Regions from separate parts of the Zea mays genome. Here region 1 is linked to region 2. A link is a contact called in public Hi-C data. All regions are on one chromosome and are shown on one strand. Each heading gives the region's core, a stretch centred on a gene start, on an enhancer-like site or on the middle of the called end of the contact. The rest is flanking DNA. Distances are from core to core; before and after follow the strand shown.

Region 1 (5,196 bases), core at 672-3,171, 170 kb before region 2:
CTTACCATGGAGGAAAGAAGCAAGGTTGCCTTTGGGCATGTAGTCGAACACCAGAAGCTTCTCGCCTTTGGGTCCCAAGTAATAGGCCCTGAGCGCGAGGAGGTTGGGGTGCCGGAGCTTGCCGAGTGCGTTCACCTCCGGCTCGAACTCCTTCTGGCTCTTGGCGATCTTCTCCCGGAGCCGCTTCACCGCGACGTAGCTGCCGTCCTCCATGGTTGCCTTGTACACCGTCCCGTACGTGCTCTTCCCGAGGATCTCCGCGGTCGCGCACAGCAGATCGTCCGCTGTGAACGAGAGCGGCCCGTCGAAGTGCACCAGCTTGCCGCCGCCGTCCCCGCCGGTGTCGGTGCCTTTGCCTGTGCCAGTGCCGGCCTTCCCGACAGTCTTGGTGGTCACGTCCTTGGCGCCCTTCTTGGGGGGCGAGCTTTCCTTCTTGTCTTTCCTCCAGAAGATGAAGACGCAGCAGAACAGTAGAAAGAAGAGCAGGAGGATGCCAGCTACCGCAAAGATGAGCTCCTTTTTGTTGAGCTTCCGGGTTCGCCGCTCTGACAAAGGCAGTGGAGGGGACGGCGCCACGAGCGGAGATGAAACAGAAGTGCAAATGGCAGAGCCATTGAAGCCACAGAGCTGAAGGTTTCCAACGAACGAGCTAGAATTGAACTTGTTGGAGAGAGCTGCAGGCACAGGTCCCGAGAGATTGTTGTAGGACACATTGAAAGAACCGAGATTGACAAGGCCACTCAAGGAGGTCGGAATTTCTCCGGTGAGGTTGTTCTCAGACACGTCGAACAGTGACAGTGCCGAGAGGTTCCCGACAGTCGCCGGGATTTCGCCGTCGAGGACATTCCTCCTCATGGACAGCTTGGTCAGATTCCTGAACCCGTCAAAGCATGCCGGGATGTGTCCACCAATGTCGTTCCCGTCGAGATCGAGCTCCACTAACAAAGTGAGGTTGCAGAGTGACTCAGGGAGGCTACCACCTAAAAGGTTGTCAGAGAGATCAAGGTTTCTGAGCTTTGTGGCGTTGCCAATCCCATCCGGGATGCTTCCACCGATCAAATTGCTAGCGAGAGAAAGATCGTGGAGCAATCTGAGACTGCCAACGGTGAGCGGAATTACGCCGCTGAGATTGTTGTTGTTGAGCTGAAGGGATTCGAGGAACGGGAGGGAAGTGAGGCTGGCCGGCACGACACCGGAGAGGTTGTTGTACGCGAGGTTGACCCTATAGAGGCGAGTGGCATTGGCCAGGGCGGAAGGGATACTCCCCGAGAGAGAGTTGCCGCTGAGGTCGAGCGTCTGCAGGAGCGCGCAGGCGCCGAGCGCCGGAGGCACGGCACCGGCGAAGCGGTTGTTGTGGAGGTAGACGCCGCGGAGCTCCCGGAGGAAGCCGAGCGCGGCGGGCACCTGGCCGCCGATGATGTTGTCGTGGAAGCTGAGCCTCCGGAGCGCGGCGAGCTGGCCGACCTTGTCGGAGAGCGCGCCGGCAAGGCCCTTGAAAGGGAGCTGGATGGCCACGACCTTGCCCCGCGCGCACTTGATCCCCGTCCAGCCGCCGGAGCAGGCGTCGAGGCCCGTGCCGTTCCAGCCGGCCAGGAACCCGCGCGGGTCCACCAGCGCCTGGCGGATGGCCTGCAGCCCCTGCAGGTCCGCCTGCGCGATCACCACGCCGTCCGACCGCTGCCCTCGCGCCGGCACCGCCACCGCCACCAGCAGCAATAGCAGCACGAGCGAGCCCCCACCACCCCAACATCGCCGCAGTTGGTTTCTTCTCGGTCCAGCACCGCAGTGGACGCCGGTGCGGCAGCAACCCATGGCCGGCTAGTAGCCTAATGCAAGTAGCTACTAGCTCTCTAGCTAGAATCTAGTGTAGCTAGCACAACGCAACCGCTCCAACCTAGGACTAGGAGCTTTTCTTGGTTTCTGGCTAGCGGGGAAAGCGATGCTACCGCGCGCTCTATATAAGCGTTGTAGGACAGGAGCATGGCAGAAGGGGAAAAAAAAGGAGGGAATAATTTAGCTGCTAGGCCGATTCAACTCAGATGCGCTAACTAACGGCTATCTCAGTCCTTGTCTGCGGTGCGGGGGGAGACAGACGATTTGGAGTTTTAAAAACCGGTCGTCCTATACGTTACGGACGCGGGCGCTGACACCGCGGGTCCCGCGCGGCGGGAAAGAATCCGGTCTTTATCCCATTCAGCGCAGGAGCAGCACGGCAGCAGGAGTTAAGCCACAGGATAGTGACGCTGCCGCGCGGGGTGTCTGTACCCTGTCCTGTGCCGTGGTCTGGTCTCCCCCAACGGCTAGCTCCCCGGCGGTGGCCGGTGGAGCCCGCCGGACAGAGACCGCCGCGCGGGGATCGAAGGGCGAGCACGTGCGCCCGTACATGGAAAGCAGCGTGGGAGTTAATGGCAGCAGTAATTAACAAGAGCTGGGGGCTGGGCGGGCGATCGATCGATGACGATGATCCTGATCTGGGGGAGGCCGGGACGAGCAGCGATCCGGCAAAATGAGAGTCTAGTGCCCCCGCTCGGTGCCGGCCAGCACCGGCACGCGGACGCCGGGCGTGGATCCCCACGGCCCGCTGGGACCCGGTGCGTCAGCGACCAGCCACAGGGAGAGATCAGAAAACGTCGTTTGGCAACGGGAAGACCCGATGGATTTTGCTCAGGATCTGTCTGCCAGCCCCTGCCCCCTGCTAGCCTACTGCTATGGTCGCCGAGCCGTGGTGTACTGGAGGAATGTGCACAGGGCGCGCATCGGCGCACACACGCCCATGGCCTCCGTTCGGTGTGGGGTTTTGACCTGCCTGCCATCTGGGCTGCATCGCCAGGACGCCAACGGCCAATACCCAAGTTAGGTGCAGATACCCATGCACCAACGAAAGGATCGGTTCAAAAAAAGGACGGAAAGGGCAAATCGAAAGCGGCGGCTCAGGAGTTCTGCCTCGGCCTTCTGAAGGGAAGGGCTATCGAACGGGAAAGAGTGGGAAGCCACAAGTCACATCGACCGATGCCACTGTGACGGAATTCGGAGCCCGGATTTCGGGCTGCAATGTCAGCCAGTCCCTATCTGCCTTCTGAAGAAATTGCCACCGCCGTGCAGGGCACCGGTACCAAACTTCACAGCAGGGATTCATGCCAACTCCCGCAACTTCTCATGCATAACACTGTTTTACACTATAGTTTACACTATAGATACATTATTTAAGAGAGAATTTTAAAATAAAGAGTAGGATAGTGAGTGAAATAGTGAGTCTGCTGGAGATAGTCAGGACACGACAAGGACTCGAGTTCTTTCAACCATAGATAGCAAATAGCAAAAATGAATAAATGATTCCTCGAGACGGAGATATTGGTGGGTGATACCCAATTAGGCTGATTTCAACACCGGTTGATAATAGACGGTGATGTGGCTCGACGGGCGATCAATTGGTACCAACTGTATCAGTCCTAACTTTGGTCGATCGACGGATCAGTGATCGGTCAGTCAAGACCGCGTTGGACCATATTTCTGTTGGAATTGAACGATGATACTGTTGTGTGCATTGGACAGTCATGTTGGCACATGTTTAGTTCTGATTGGTTGGCTGGATGGGTATCGATATGAATAGGTCGGTAGTAGTCTGGTTTGGTGTTGTGGTGCATTCTCACTCGTGCACATGTGTGCCATATCACCTAACCATTTTTAAACGTTTGAAGTCTGAAAAATGGGAAAACATCTAATAGTTAAAAAAACTTAGAATCTGGCCTATAAGCAAAGGGAGGGTGTCGGCGTTTCGACCCCGGGGGGTCCCTGGACTGACGAGTAAATTGTCGCTGTGTGCCCCAGCCCAGATGGGTCGGCGCGAGACGGAACACAAGGAGGGGGAAAACAGCGGCTTCGTGTTGTCCTGCGCCCAGGGTGGATGCGCTTGCAGTAGGGAGTTACAAGCGTTCGCGAGGGAGAGAGAGAGAGAGAGAGAGCCCGTCCGTCAGCCCGTCCTCCCGCGCGGCCACCTCCCCGTACGAGGGCCCTGGACCTTCCTTTTATAGATGTAAGGAGAGGGCCCAGGTGTACAATGGGGGGTGTAGCAATATGCTAACCTGTCCGGCAGAGAGGAGCCAGAGCCCTATGTACATGCCGACGTGGCTGTCGGAGAGATGTTAGTGCCCTGTGCATGTGATGTCGTGGCCGTCGAAGGAGCGCTTGAGCCCTGTAGAAGCACAATTATCGGGGCTGTCGGGACCTTGCTGACGTCTCCTTGCTTCCGTAGGGGGCTGAGAACCGCCGTCGTCATGGGAGCACGCGGGGTGCCATCATTACTTGTTTACCGGGGTGAGCCAGATGGGACGCCGGTCTTGTTCCCCGTAGCCTGAGCTAGCTAGGGGTAGGGTAATGATGTATCCCCCTGTAACGTGGTCGGTCCGAGCCCAAGGTCGGGCGAGGCGGTGACTCCTCCGAGGTCGAGGTTGAGTCCGAGCCCTGGGGTCGGGCGAGGCGGAGACCGTCTTCCGAGGTCGAGGTTGAGTCCGAGCCCTGGGGTCGGGCGAGGCGGAGCTTCCTATGGCGCCTGAGGCTGGACTCGGCTGCTGTCAGCCTCACCCTGGCGGGTGGCACAACAGTCGGAGCAGGGCAGGCAGCGCTGTTTTCCTGTCAGGTCAGTCAGTGGAGGGGCAAAGTGAATGCGATCACTTCGGCCCTGTCGACTGAGGAACGCGCGTCAGGGATAAGGTGTCAGGCGATCCTTGCATTGAATGCTCCTGCGATACGGTCGGTTGGCGAGGCGATCTGGCCAAGGTTGCTTCACTGCGAAGCCTGCCCGAGCTGGGCCTCGGGCGAGTCGAAGGTGCGCCCGTTGCTTGAGGAGGCCCTCGGGCGAGGCGTGAATCCGCTTGGGTCTACTGTCCCTGCCCGAGGCTGGGCTCGAGCGAGGCAAGATCGTGTCCCTTGAGTGGACGGAGCCTTGACCTGAATTGCGCCCATCAGGCTTTTGCAGCTTGTGCTGATGGTGATTACCAGCCGAGTTTAGGAGTCTTGGCGGTACCCCTAATTATGGTCCCCGATAGTAGCCCTCGAGCCTCAAAGAGAGTGTTGGTACTCTCTTGGAGGCTTTGTCGCACTTTTGCAAGGGGACCGGCCTTTCTCGGTTACATTTTGTTCCGGTGGGTGCGCGCGAGCACACTCGCCGGGTGTAGCCCCCGAGGCCTCGGAGGAGTG
Region 2 (5,370 bases), core at 523-3,022:
GGATGACATAACGTGAATGTGGAAACCATAGAAACTGATGCTTTATAGAGTAGAGACGATGTCGTCATTGACAACTTCTAGCCCTTATCAAATGTCTAGAATTAAATACGTGTGTAATCTTTTTTTAGTTTTTAAATTGAATTAACCTTAATAGCACATAAAGCAACCTTGTTTTCTCTTACTACCAGAAAATAGGATATCTTTAGCGGCTAATTTTTTTTCTTGATGGGTAAAGTTAAACCCTAAAAGAATATATCATTAACTTGACACCAGTATGGAACCTTTAAGGAAAATGCCCTGGCGGTTTGAAGTAGCACTTAAAAAGTATACTAGTCGGTTGCCCGTGCGTTGCAACGGCTTACAACAATACTCATATATCTTATCAACAAAAAAATTTAAGATTTTTTATTGATTGTCTCTGCTCTCCGTATAATATTTTTTGATTTAGCTAACCGATGTTATTATTTACTCCATCCAATATGTCTTGGTACAACACGGCCAATGAAGTGAGCGATTAGAAGAGAGTTCACAACGACTGACTGAACGCACAAAGATTGTAAAATGACATAATTCCACAATACAAAGACCAAATAAGAGAAAGTTTGTGAGCTCAAGTTTCTAAAATAAGTCACATGAACTCAAACTTATAAAAAAGATAAATCAAAATATGAAGTGATTGCTAAAGTCAGGCATCAATAAAAACTGGATGCGCTCCATATAAATTATGCTACTTTGTAGCAATTACTAACATTTAAAACCAATAAATAACCTTTCATTTTACTGTTATTGTGATAAATTATTGTTGCTCCATCCAATTCAGCAACCTCAAACACCATAGAGTCCATTGCGTCAATGTGGTCTCAGAAACGACCTAATGCTTGCAAGAGTCAAGAACGTCGTGTCGTGCTTGAGCTGTAGCATCGGTCCGTAGTGCTGGTCCGGCTCGACACGATTATATATTTTTATTTTACAAAAAACGTATATAAATATATATAATTTATATTCAATATTAAAAACATTTGAGCATGATATTCTATTGGTTAGATAACTTTACCTAGTGTCTCCTACCCTTCTTTCATTAGGGCATGAGTTCGAATCCCACCTCCTGCACTATATTTTAACATTTTTACGCTAATTTAATCAAATGGGCCGACGGACTAACGGGCTGGCTCGGAACAGTCAGCAGGCCGGTATGACGTGCCTGGGTCAGAGTTGTGACCCGCGCGCGTCTGGCCCGTGCCGGGCCGCCGTTTAGCCATTTATAGACGTGCAACGGATTAATTTGAAATAGCTGTGAGAGGTTATTTGTAAAAAAGATGACGCGCGACGACCGTTGAAACTGGTGCTTTAAGTATAGTATAGATTATAGGTGCATGTCATATTTCCTTGATATTGTGAAAAAAAAACATGACACCACCTATTTACCCCCACTTCCTTAGCGGCCAGTCTCCAAGATATTTCAATTTTTCTCGTTAAATTATCGAAAAAAATATCAAGAAGGCAAAACCCCTCCTCCGGTCCTCCTCTCCCCACCCCACAGCCCACAGGTACAGGTCCCCTCACCCCCAAGAATGCAACTTGGGCAAATTGCTAAAATGTAGAGCCCACTTAAAGATGATTTATAGTCGAATTAATTAAAGTGAGCACACATGACACAACTGGATACTCCATATGCAACAGTGCGAGCCAGGACAAGTTGGCCCACTTTGCATATATAAATGGCTGTGCCCCTGATCAACCTCTCTTCACTAACCCCAACCCGTCGCCGCAAGAAATTCCAGCGCACACGAGATCAGGAGACGAAATCGGAGCAGGAGGACAAGGACAAGCAGGCAGCTAGCCGCAAAGATGCCGTGCATCCAGGCGTCCAGCCCCGGCGGCATGCCGCACCAGCACGGCCGCGGGCGGGTCCTCGGCGGCGGCGTCGGGTGCGCGGCGGAGGTGGCCGCGGCCGTCGCGGCGAGCGCGGGGGGGATGCGGTGCGGGGCGCACGACGGCGAGGTGCCGGCGGAGGCAGCGCGGCACCACGAGCACGCGGCGGCGGGGCCCGGGCGGTGCTGCTCCGCGGTGGTGCAGCACGTGGCGGCGCCGGCGGCGGCGGTGTGGTCCGTGGTGCGGCGGTTCGACCAGCCGCAGGTGTACAAGCGGTTCGTGCGCAGCTGCGCGCTGCTGGCGGGCGACGGCGGCGTGGGCACCCTCCGCGAGGTGCGCGTGGTGTCGGGGCTCCCCGCGGCGTCCAGCCGCGAGCGCCTGGAGGTCCTGGACGACGAGAGCCACGTGCTCAGCTTCCGCGTCGTGGGCGGCGAGCACCGGCTCCGGAACTACCTCTCGGTCACCACCGTCCACCCGTCCCCGGCCGCGCCCGACGCCGCCACCGTGGTCGTGGAGTCGTACGTGGTGGACGTGCCGCCGGGCAACACCCCCGAGGACACCCGCGTGTTCGTCGACACCATCGTCAAGTGCAACCTCCAGTCGCTGGCCACGACCGCCGAGAAGCTCGCGGCCGTGTAGGCGTGGACGGAGGAGGGGACTCCATCTCCGTTGGGTGATCGATGGTTTTCTTTTTTTTTCCGGGGAGGAAGGACCGGATCGGAGGGAGGAGGGATGCGTGTTTGTACGGCGCGTGACCTTCTGTCTCTCTCTCTCTCTCCTTCTTCTTTGGCCTTTTCACATTAGTGTCCCCCTTGGTTTTCGTTATTATTCTTTTTTCTCGTTGTTGCGAGAGACACACAGCACAGCAAGCCCTCCCTAGCTACTCTCGCTTGTGCAGAGATTCGAGAGACGATCAACAAGATGACAAGTAAATCTGTAGAGATCTAAGTTCTGGCGCACGATCGATTCCTCTGGATGTATATATGTTTGATGGTAACAGAGATATGGTTTGTGGAGAGCATGAAACTTTTCGATCGATCGAGCTTGTAACACGCAGCAAGCTGATGAGGAAGTAGCAACAGTAACACCAGCCAGTCATGCATCTATTTATCTCTACATACATATATACCTGATCAGTTCGATTTATCTGGAACACGTACGATATGTGCAGTATACACAAAGCAGCATCCAATATAAAACTGCATATACTCAAAAGCGACGATCGACATACACGAGAAGCGACTAGCTAGCTAGCTAGTTTAGCAGAGATCGACCACCATTATATTTAGTTTACAATCACATCATCACAGGGGTGGGGGGAGGGGTGTCCCGTGTCCGTACAGAGATTGATTTCTAGCCACTCGGTCATCGGACCCTATCATTCATGGTAGCCGTAGGAGTGGGGGAGCCGGAGGACGACGATGGAGTTGGAGCCCTTTGTTGAGACGATAAGCGAAACCCAGGGTGCGCGCGGCCAAAGTGCCGCCCACTTGCGGCGCGTCGCGACGTCTCGAGCTGTACTACCCGTCCCAGCCAGCCAGCCAGGCCAACTTGCGCGGGCGGAGGCCCGCCCTGTCGTTGCTTGCTTCTTCCAATCCACCACTACCACCACCACCACCCACCTATCGCGCCCCGCCCTCTTCCACCGGCCGTTCCGTTTCCAAAGCGCTCCTTGACCTCGCTTCTAATAATTTATTTACTACTAGCATTTCTCCTATACAGATAACACGGGAGCACGCTATTATTATTGTTAGTTGTAAAAGAGACAGCAGGTCGCTGGCTACCTGCAACTTGCGCGTACGTTGCGATCGAGACCGGCGGCGGCAACTTGGCCGTCGTCGGTAAAAGAGAAAGAGCGGGAGGAAGAGGGAGCACGCACGGGGACAGGCCAGGTCAGCACACGTACGTGACGCGCGTAAATAACTGCGCAAGTGGGGGGGGGGGCGATCAACTTGCGTGTGTGTCAGATCGCGCGTGATTAGCATCGCACGGCTGCTTCCCTCCGCTCCTTTATTTAATTTCCCCTGTCTACTTGGCAATTTGGCTTATGGGCGATCTTTTCCTCCACCCGATCGATCCACTTGCTTCTTTTGCCTTCTGGAACGGGCTGCTGTACTACCGTATCTGCCGGACGGACTGGACCTCTTCCTCTCTTTTTTTCCCGCCGAGGGGGAGGAAGCTTCTTTTCCCCCGTCCGTTTGCTTCGTATATTCGTTTCAATCTGTTCTAGTTTTATTCATCTAGTAAAAAAACAAACAAAGATGGTTTTTATTCGAAAATTTTCAACAGCAACAACAAAATATCAAACTGGACCCTTCACGGCTTCTCGGCCAGGCTATGTACGAACCGTACGTAACACGATGCGTGTCGTGTGCATGAGGAATCGTATGTCATCTATTACCTTTATGAACGAATGAACCGACGTAGAACGTGCAACGACAGTCACTAGAGACGCACGCACCAGCTAGACATCTCAAGTCCTGCGTTCCCGTTAGGGATGGTAATGGAAACCCGATCACCGATTCCCCATAAGAAATTCATCCGTTAAAGGATAGGGATGGAGCTAATTTGATCCCCACAGGAAGTTAAATTGTACAAATTCATTCCCAATCGAGTCTAGTGAGTTCAGGTATAGTTTGTCACTCCCCGTCCTCGATACCTGCCTACCCGATCCGCTTGAATAAGTTGTGGCATGTGGTGCTTTCCAAACTCCTGAAATCCCGTCTCCACTTCTCTAGCTCAGCATACATCCACCCAAAGTTGGATAGGCCTAGTGGCCCACCACCCACCGAGCATCTCACAGCCCAACGTCCCAACACCTAGCCTATAGCGTTGAGCGCTCTGCCTATGCCGACTGCCCAAGTCCGGATCTATAATATAACGCTGAGCGCTCAAGCCTTGTTGCACTAGCAAGATACACGAGTGAACCAATAATCTGAGAATATCTTAATTGATCTAAACCAATTCTCTTGTTCTTTCGCAGTGTCACAATGGGATCGTAAGGTGTTGGAGAAGGCTTGCAATCAGAGAAGTCGAATCGCTTTAAAAAAACTTTTCAACATAGTGAGATTGCAAGAGAGTAATCCCACCATCTGCCTTGATCAGCTTGATGTTTAGAATCACATTAGCTTCTCCTAGATCTTTCATATCAAAACTCTTTGATAGAAAAGACTTGATTTCATTGATCACATCAATGTTTATGCCAAATATCAATATATCATCAACATATAGGCACAATATAACTCCTTCGCCCACACCATAGCGATAATACACACACATGTCAGCCTCATTAATGGCAAAGCCTGTAGACGTTATAGTCATGTCAAACTTCTCATGCCACTGCTTTGGTGCTTGTTTCAGACCATACCAAAATTTCAATAACTTGCACACCTTGCTCTCTTGACCCTTAACTACAAATCCATCAGGTTGTTTCATATAGATTCCTCGTCGAGCTCTCTATTAAGAAAAGTTATCTTTGCATCCATTTGAAGGATAAGA

The links. Hi-C and Micro-C count contacts between places; a contact is called where the count stands out from the background.
Region 1: a contact with region 2 is called in a Hi-C map of root tip, with 3 times the contacts expected there. The contact joins the promoter of LOC100384795 here to the promoter of LOC103634514 in region 2. A contact is called at or near these places in 8 of 25 Hi-C or Micro-C datasets (bundle sheath, ear, leaf and 2 more) and 1 of 3 datasets of contacts at active chromatin or transcription factors (leaf).

What each region holds. Positions count from the first base shown.
Region 1 is chr1:46,236,986-46,242,181 of Zm-B73-REFERENCE-NAM-5.0, reverse strand. LOC100384795 reads right to left here and starts at 1,921. Exons shown (of 2, transcript NM_001177241.2): 1 at 6-1,921. The coding sequence starts at 1,812.
Region 2 is chr1:46,069,037-46,074,406 of Zm-B73-REFERENCE-NAM-5.0, reverse strand. It overlaps LOC103634514 (abscisic acid receptor PYL4-like), which reads left to right and starts at 1,772. Exons shown (of 1, transcript NM_001319727.2): 1 at 1,772-2,889. The coding sequence starts at 1,849. The coding sequence ends at 2,511.